3 separate regions of the Mus musculus genome follow, and regions 1 and 2 are each linked to region 3. The links are chromatin contacts, called in public ChIA-PET and promoter capture Hi-C maps. All regions are on one chromosome and are shown on one strand. Each heading gives the region's core, a stretch centred on a gene start, on an enhancer-like site or on the middle of the called end of the contact. The rest is flanking DNA. Distances are from core to core; before and after follow the strand shown. Region 1 holds the start of 4930402F06Rik (RIKEN cDNA 4930402F06 gene). Region 2 holds the start of Rab14 (RAB14, member RAS oncogene family). Region 3 holds the start of Phf19 (PHD finger protein 19).

Region 1 (2,700 bases), core at 194-2,693, 480 kb after region 3:
GTAAGCCAAGATTTTAAAGCTCTACTAAAAATAAAACAAACAAACAAACAAACAAACAAAAATCTACTTATCTACTTTATGTTCATTTAATAACATGTCCATCATTCTTATGATTGGTATAGAAATATATATTGTGTTGAATATCATAAAAAATTAGTTGAATTAAAAAAAAAAAGAAGTCTAGCTGGGATTGGAGAGATGGCTCGGCAGTTAAGAAACACTAGCTGTTCTTCCAGAGGTCCTGAATTCAATTCCAGCAGCAACAAGATGTCTCACAAACATTTGTAATAAGATCTGATGTTCTCTCTGTCATGTACACACACATGCAAATGCATCACTTATATACATAAATGAATAAATCTTTTTAAAAAATGTTTATCATGTGTATATATCTGGTTTCATAGATAAAGTGGAATGGGCCAGCAAGATGGCTCAGTGAGTGAGGGTGCTTGCTGCTAAGTCTGAGGACCTGAGTTCAGTCACTGAGACCTACATAGTAAAACAACAGAACTGATTCCCTCAAGTTGTCCTATGACCTCTAAAGGGGACCTCCACACAAATAAGATATAACAAATTTAATAAAGCAGAAAATGGAGCAGAAATCAAATTTAACCCAAAATTTCCAAATTCAATTTAGAAGAAAATGATTAATAGAGAAATTTAAGAACTTTAACAAATGCCAAACCAAAACCAAAACAAAACAAAACAGAAACAGAAACAACAACAACAACAACAACAAAAAACCCAAAACCCAAACCAAAAAAGACAACATCAAAATAAAAGCCATGCACAAAAAGCAAATTGTTCTAATGGCAGTCATTTCCAAGGTCCCAAGACTAACAGTCCCACAGGAAAGTTTTAAAACCCCCGATGTCAAGCCTACACCAAGACAACTGAACAGCAGCAATCTTTGGATGGGATCCAGATGTGAATATTCTCAATCCAGGAAATTCCAAGATGCAGCCAATTGTAAATTGTGAATAAATGTTGTGTCCCTTGCCACTAAGAAAGACAAAAACTCCGTTGGGCTGCCTGTGGATTCTGGAGACGGTGTTCCACCACAGGGAGTGTCCGACTGTCTCCTGTCCACCTGATAAATATACAAAGCAGTAAGCTGCCCAAGAAACCCTGGAGGAGGTCGTCAAGTGGTCGCCGCTACTGGGATGCTTTCTTACCCAATGGATGCTGATGACCAGTGTCACCTATAAAGTTGAGTAGCCCAGAGAGGGGTGGGACAGGTTGTTGAAGGCTATAGCTCCCCTTGATAGAGCAGTTGAAGCAAGGGCCACTGAATTCCAGATCACTTCTTGGTGTGTGTTGTGTTGCTACCACCAAAATACCGAAGCTGGGTGCTTTACAAAAAGAAAAAAAAATGTTCCTCCAGCTCCAGATGTCCCAGAATCCATTCAGTTTCTGTTGAAAACCATGTGGCAGTCAGCCAGAGGCACTGTGTGGAGCGGAGCATGGGTTTGAGTGGTGGAGGGGAGCTGCCAGGCTTGCTAACAACCATGTCACAGAAGCCCATCTCCAGAGCGACAGCTCACTCATAGAAAAGCATTAATCCCTAGTCAATGCCTAACACAGCACTATCCACTGGAACCAAACCTCAGTGTGAACTCCACGGGGAGAACCACATCTCAACCATACCACACCTACAAACAGTAGCACCCTTGGCGCACATAAGCAATGTGTCTCTCCTCTAAGTCAGCGTTAAGATTCCCTCCTACTTCCCTTATGCCTTCTTTATTAACTGTGGTATATGTAGGGTTGATTTCTACCTGTTTATTTGATAAACTGCACAGTACACCTACAGCACCACTAAGCTATAGAGCTAGTTCCATTTATATGAAGGATCAATAGCATTTATACAAATGACGCTGCCTTTAATAGCACCAAAAAGAATGTTTTCATCACTCCAGAAACTGGTTCTCTTTGGAACTCCTGCCCCCTGGTGTCCACGAGAGGGAACTGCTTTGTCTTAGCTCTGGTTTCTAGGGAGGAAGTGGAGCTTTAGAGTTTCCCACACAGGCAAACAGATAAATCTGTTAGTGAACTCTGAAAGAGTGTAATTCCAGCCGCTCCAAGATTGCCACGAATGACATTTCTTGAGATGGGGTGAAGTTTGCCACCCTGTGCAAGTGTGAATCACTTAGCAGTGCCCTTGTATCCACCCACTACATGCCAGTAGCACCCACACTCACGATCCAGTTAGGACAAGCAAAAAAAAAAAAAAAAAAAAAAATGCAAATGCAGCCACTGTCATTGCCAAGTGGCTGCGAGGGCTGGAAGGGAGATGTGAGCTGAGAGCCGCTGATGTGCTGCTGTGGGGAGACAAGGAGGCCAGGACTTACTGCCCTGCGAGCAGCACGGAACCCTGTTGGCCATGGCACTGGCATAGAGCCTCAACCTGAACCCAAGCTGAAACCCCGAGGTCGCAGCTTGTGAACCACAGGGAAAAGGTTCTGTCTGCTGGACCACAGATGGAAATGCTAGTAGCAGGGATGTGAGAGAGCTGGTCCCATCTCCAGTCGAGAAGCAGAGAGATGCTGATGCTCTGCCTGCCTTCTCCTTTGTATTCAGTCTGGGACCCCACATTGACTGGTGCCATCCAGTTAGAATGAGCCTTGTTACCTCTGTCCACCCAACCTAGCAACTCCCTTGTAGACAAGCCCGATGTCTGTTACACTGGGAGGGAGTGGG
Region 2 (2,700 bases), core at 191-2,690, 290 kb after region 3:
TTTCCATACTTGGCTGTGCAGCCACCAAGAACATAGCTTTCTTCACAAATACGGAGGACATGCTACCACCACCTCTCCTCCAAGGAGCATTTGCCAGAGTAGCAGCTGACATGATAGATTTTGGGTCTTATCAGTTCTCACCCAGTGTGAATGGAGAGAAAATGGAATTCAGTTGTCTCCTCTCTGAACCGATCCAGTATTGTGTATCTCAGCCCTCGTGGAATGTACTGTAGTACAAAACATACCAGCCAGGATAGGGAGAAGCCATCATTTGTGTTCCATCATTACTCAGCTACAGGACAACTTCTGGCTTCGGTCCGTCCCTCGCCCCTTATTAAAAAAATGCGGAAAACTCTCAAAAGGCACTCGAAGCAAGCAAGCTATGTGTGAAGACACCTAAACCCGTGTCTGGCACACACTGGAGTTTTAGCGTTCCCGTTCCATCGTCTTTTCTCAAATTCTCGAGATGCCCAAACTTTTTCCCTTCGTTCTTTCTAGATGCTGTCTAGGTTCCAACCAGTGCAGGCTGGCCAGGGACTTTACAGGGATTCGGAGAACCTCGCGCACAGTCCCACACGCCCAATCCTCAGCCGGGACGACAGAGCGGTGGCTTACAAGGACACGGGAGCCAGCCCGAGACGCCGAAGCGCTGCCTTTTGTTGAGGCCCTGTAGGGTGGGACTGCCACGGCTGGGGGCTCGTGGGTGGCAGGCCGGCGCGCCACGCGTGGGGCAACACTGCGGGGGTGTTCTACAGCCGCGGGCAAAGGCGGCGAGACTCGGGCCTGCGGAGGCCGCGGCTGTGCCCCGCAGGTCGGACGGATGAGGTGGGAACACACCCTCCCTGCACGCCTCGGAGCCCGGCTGCGGGCAGGGAGCGCGAGCCGCCCGGGACGGCGCGGGCGACAGCTCGCCCCGCGGAGTCCTGTCAGGCCGGCGCCCTCCGCCGACCCCCGGGCTGGCCGCGGCCTGCGGGGCCCAGCCCGGGACGCCGCCCGCCTACCTCTCGGCTCGCCTCCGCCCCTTGGAAGGGCCGGGCTGGGAGGCTGGCTCCGGCGGCCCCTGCGGAAGGCCTTGGTTACCTGGGGGGTTGCTGGTGGCTGGGCAGCTTTCCGGACGGGAGGGGGACGTCAGGACGAGGAAGCGGAGGGCGGACGCGGCGGGAGGGAGGCCGGAATCCGTCAGCCGAGGCCCTGGCAGGTAGGCGGGCTGGCCGGAGGTTGCAGACACTCGGGTGGCAGTCGCGGTGGCGGCGGCGGCTGCTCCTGCGGCTCCCTCAGGATCTTCCTCGGGCTGGCCCAAGATGGCGGCGCTCCCTGCACAGGGTTTCCTGTCACCCTCGCAATGGGCCGGACCACAAAAGAAGGGGGGAGGATGCGCGCGCAGCCAGCGGAGCCCGGAAGAGGGTGGTGGAGACTAACCTGACGGCCACGCCCCTTCGTCAGTTCGCCCCTCCGGAGTAGACCCGCCTCGGCCTCGGCCCGCCCCCACTGGTCCTCACGCCTGAAGGAGGCGGGGAAAGGAGCCTGCGCAAGCGTAGTCGTGTGCCACGCCTCCCGGCGGAGTTACTGCGCAGGTTCGCACGCTGTTTTCTAAGGGTTGACAGTGTCTGTCCAGAATTGTCGCCGTTAGAGACCTAACTATTTTTAATACGCGTAACTGCTTATCACTGGGCCGCCTCTGTATACCGGCTTCTGGAACACACACGTATTTACTGCATTTATTCAACATTTACAGACCAATTGGAGACTAGTAGGAACAAGGCTGGCCAACACCCAGAGACGCTTCTCGTGCCATCAGAGGCAAAAGGGTGGTTCACATTGACCAACCCATTTGTATAATCATGTAGCTAGGAGGTGGCCCTTTCTTGTGTTTCATCTTTGTCTAGCTTAACCTTGCTTTGCGGACACCAGCAACAGGAAGAGGGAAACTTGACATTTTTACTCCCACCTTCCCAAGACACTTCCCACTCCCACCTTCCCAAGACACCTTGGTGAAAGCAACAGTTTCACTTTCTTGGTCTTTCGTCTTTTTGCCTTGTAGAACCTGGATGTGGATTTACTTATCTTACATTTACGTTTATCTTACATTTCCTTTTTTTATCTTATTATTTATTTGACATTTACGTTATTTATCTTACATTTACGTTTAATTTATATTTTACAATTACATTGCCACAAGGATGGATATGTTAATAACGCAAAGCAAAGCAATTTTTTTTTTCAGCATAGAAGTTGACCTTTTTTCTCCTGATTTTTTTTGAGGAGTGGAGTGGGGTTCAATACAGGATTTCAGTATGTACTTCTGGTTCCCCTGGAACTCACTATGTGAATCAGGGTGGCCTCTAACTTGCAGAGATTTGCCAGTCTCTGTATTCCCGTGTTATGGTTAAAGACATGCACCATCACACCCAGGTTTCCCCCCATGATTTTAAAGGATTTGGTACATATCTTGTGTGTCTCTGAAGGGACTATGGACTGTAACCATTATCCCTACCATGCCTAGTGGATAAAATGGCCCTTTCCAGAACCCCCAAAGAAAAGTCGCAATTCTAAGCGTTTAAAACCTTTCGTTGTAAACTGGTTCTGCCTTAGGAAAGTGAGATGTCATTAGAAAAATACATAGCAGTTTGAAAATCTCTTGTTTTGATAAATACATGATACAGACAACAGTTTTATACATGTCATTTACTTTCTCAGGTC
Region 3 (2,700 bases), core at 38-2,537:
CAGGAGTGGCCAGCATTATTGCTTTCTCCCCTCCGGGGGGCTCACCTGGCATCACATTCCTCCACATACATACACTCTAAGGTCAAACACAGCTTGCCGTGTGTGGGGATGGTGGGGGCGCTCCTGCTCAGGGTCTCTCCCTCTGCCTAGGTGTTGGGCACCTGGTGCCCTGCCAGCCCACAAGAAGACAGCTCTGGGTGTGTTTCCATGTGAGTGCCTCTTCAGAGAAGGTTAGTCTGGCAATGTGCTAGTCCTATACGTAAAACTAAATACACGTGGACATATGAGGGGCCTGGGGCGGCAGGGCATAGTCAGGGTCTTGGGTCTCCCGATGATGGGAGTAAAGCTCCTCTTGCCTTCTCTCCCTCCTGTCTTTTATTCCAGGGCAGAGGCACAAGCACCAGGTGTGGGCTGTAGTCAGAACTTTTGCCCTCTTCCCTGGCACTTGGCTCTTTGGGAGCTGGGAGGTCCCTGCTTGCTTGGGCCTGGAGTACCGCAGGGCCGGCCGGCCTCAGCAGGTTCACAAACTGACATTTCCTCCCCCACTGAGCTTTTGGGGGCAAGCCGGGTCGCTGCGCCCCCGAGGCCGTGCTGGGCCCCCGGGTGGTGGCCCCCCCATCCCGCCTCCATCCTCCTGGAGAGGGCCCCCGAGGGCTGTGATTGGCTGATTCAAACCCATCGGCACAGAAATGCTTGTTTGCGGGTTCCCGTCGGAGTCCAGTTCAAATCCGCGGCACTGGGCGCGCGGGGCCGGGCGGGGGCAGGAAGCGCGCATGATTCATGCGCCGAGGCCTCTCCAGGGCGGCCGTTGGCTTTTTAAAAGGGTGTTCAGGGGGGAGGATAGCTTGCAGAAAGTGTCCCCTTCAGCTTCAGGCACTCCTTTCCTCAGTTGCTCTAATTGCAAACTTTCTCCCGCTCCCAGCCGATCGTGCCTTACTTTGGACGTGAGCAAAATCCCAAATGTCCTGCCTATCCTCCTCTCCATAGCTTTAAATGGAAAAGAAAAGGCACACGGCCACAAACGGAGACCTGTCACCCACACCCTGGCCAGCGTTGGGATTGTGGCTGGGACTCCCGCTGCCCTGAGGGTACCGCTCGGGCTCCATCTCTATCCCCATCCCACAAGCGCGCAGCCTCCAGCCCCCGCCCGGGGATCCTAGGGCTCAATCTAGGTTTCTAGGAGAGGGGTCGTGTGCAGGGATTAAAGCGTGAAACGCGGACACTCCCGGGGCGCCCGCAGCGCGGGACTTACCGCGAGGCAGCGCGTCAGCCGGTCCCACTTGGAGTCTGGCCACCAGGCACATCGGCGGCGGCGGTGCGCTCGGCCCAGGGCTGCCTGGCCGAGTGTCCGCCCCTGGGGCCGGGGTAGGGGTCTCGGCGGGGGCGGGGCGGGGCGGGGGCGCCGCGGGGAGGAGGGGACGCGGGGAGGGAGGGGCCGGTGAGCTCAGGAAGGGGCCCCCCGGGCGCGGGGCGCCATCTTTTTCGCGTTTTCCCGCGAATTATTGACGTCCCCGCTTATGTAATTAGCAGGGGCCGCACCGGCTTTGCCATTGGAGCCCGCGGCTGGCGGGGCCCCGCAGCGTCTCCCGGGGCCGCCCCCGCGCAGCGAGTCCAGCGGGCACACGCGGAAACACAGCTGTACAGAACCACGGCTGGGCGAGCGTACGCACACCACACGCACACAGCTACTACACCCAGACCCTTCACGACCCGGGTTGGTCTCCCAGCACCTTGATCTTACAGAACCAACATTCCACACTACTCCTTGGAGACCAGGAAAAGCCTAAGAGAATCAGACACAGGACACACACCACATATATATGTGTGCCATAAGTCACAACACTCAAATGACACTGCCCTCAGCATAGACTCCCGCGAAACCACGTGCAAGGCATACACAAGTCAGCAACATAGAGCCCCGACACAGTGACCACAAGACCCACTCGAGTATGCCAGTCACGCACTGTAGAGTTAACAGTGTAAAAGAGATAGTCACACAGACCATGTGCACAAACACGGCAAATATGAAAAGGGCAAGCTTAAGACAGATCTTGTGGATAGGGCTCCAATCAGATAAGATCTCCCTCCAGGAGAAAAAAACCAGAGTGTCCTGAACCAGACGCACTCTTGGCGCCAGAGCTTGAGATAGTGTCGGTCAACACCCCCTACCTGCATCCCTGCTTTCAATCTGGACTGCCCACTGCACCTGCTCGAATGGCTCCCTGCAGACACACCCTGCTGGGATGAGTGCATTCCTGGTGTGCTCTTTCCTCCTAGAGCCTTCCCTGTTCATTTTTCAGGGTTCACATTGGCCCTCTGCTCCCTGGGGTGTGGGCAGTCTGGCCTGCAGCTCCTGTCTGCCCCCTCAGTTTGAGATACAGGAGTCCTCTTCCACATGCCCACATTCCCCTTTACTTCTGGGTCTTACTGCTCCTCCTGAGGATTTGACCCACAGCAGAATCTGGCTGAGCCTGGAAAGGAAGTTGGTAGCAGCCCCACCAGACAGGCTCTTCCAGCCCAGGAAGGCATAGCTGCACACCACTTTCTGCAGAGATAACCCTTCTCTGTACAGGAAGCTCTGTCATGAGCCTCTAGGCTGGCCAGAGGCACCTTTAGGATTCCAGGGACAGAGACAACAGAGCAAGCCTGGCTTTGTAACTCACAGGCTGGCGCCACCTATTCCTGGATGTGAGATTGAGT

The links. ChIA-PET counts read pairs in DNA pulled down with a chosen protein or histone mark. Capture Hi-C pulls out chosen DNA fragments and counts their contacts.
Region 1: a contact with region 3 is called in a promoter capture Hi-C map of liver. The contact joins the promoter of 4930402F06Rik here to the promoter of Phf19 in region 3. A contact is called at or near these places in 1 of 39 promoter capture datasets (embryonic stem cells) and 1 of 9 other capture datasets (liver).
Region 2: a contact with region 3 is called in an RNA polymerase II ChIA-PET map of effector CD8 T cells, with 259 read pairs. The contact joins the promoter of Rab14 here to the promoter of Phf19 in region 3. A contact is called at or near these places in 11 of 39 promoter capture datasets (the C10 cell line, cranial neural crest, embryonic stem cells and 6 more), 5 of 484 Hi-C or Micro-C datasets (B cells, LSK cells, embryonic stem cells and 1 more), 4 of 115 datasets of contacts at active chromatin or transcription factors (astrocytes, bone marrow-derived macrophages, effector CD8 T cells and 1 more) and 3 of 9 other capture datasets (adipose tissue, liver and pancreatic islet).

The regions. Positions count from the first base shown.
Region 1 is chr2:35,395,731-35,398,430 of GRCm38.p6, forward strand. 4930402F06Rik (RIKEN cDNA 4930402F06 gene) reads right to left here and starts at 1,444. Exons shown (of 6, transcript NM_001080709.2): 1 at 1,176-1,444.
Region 2 is chr2:35,199,680-35,202,379 of GRCm38.p6, forward strand. Rab14 (RAB14, member RAS oncogene family) reads right to left here and starts at 1,441. Exons shown (of 8, transcript NM_026697.4): 1 at 1,081-1,441.
Region 3 is chr2:34,912,689-34,915,388 of GRCm38.p6, forward strand. Phf19 (PHD finger protein 19) reads right to left here and starts at 1,288. Exons shown (of 15, transcript NM_028716.4): 1 at 1,253-1,288.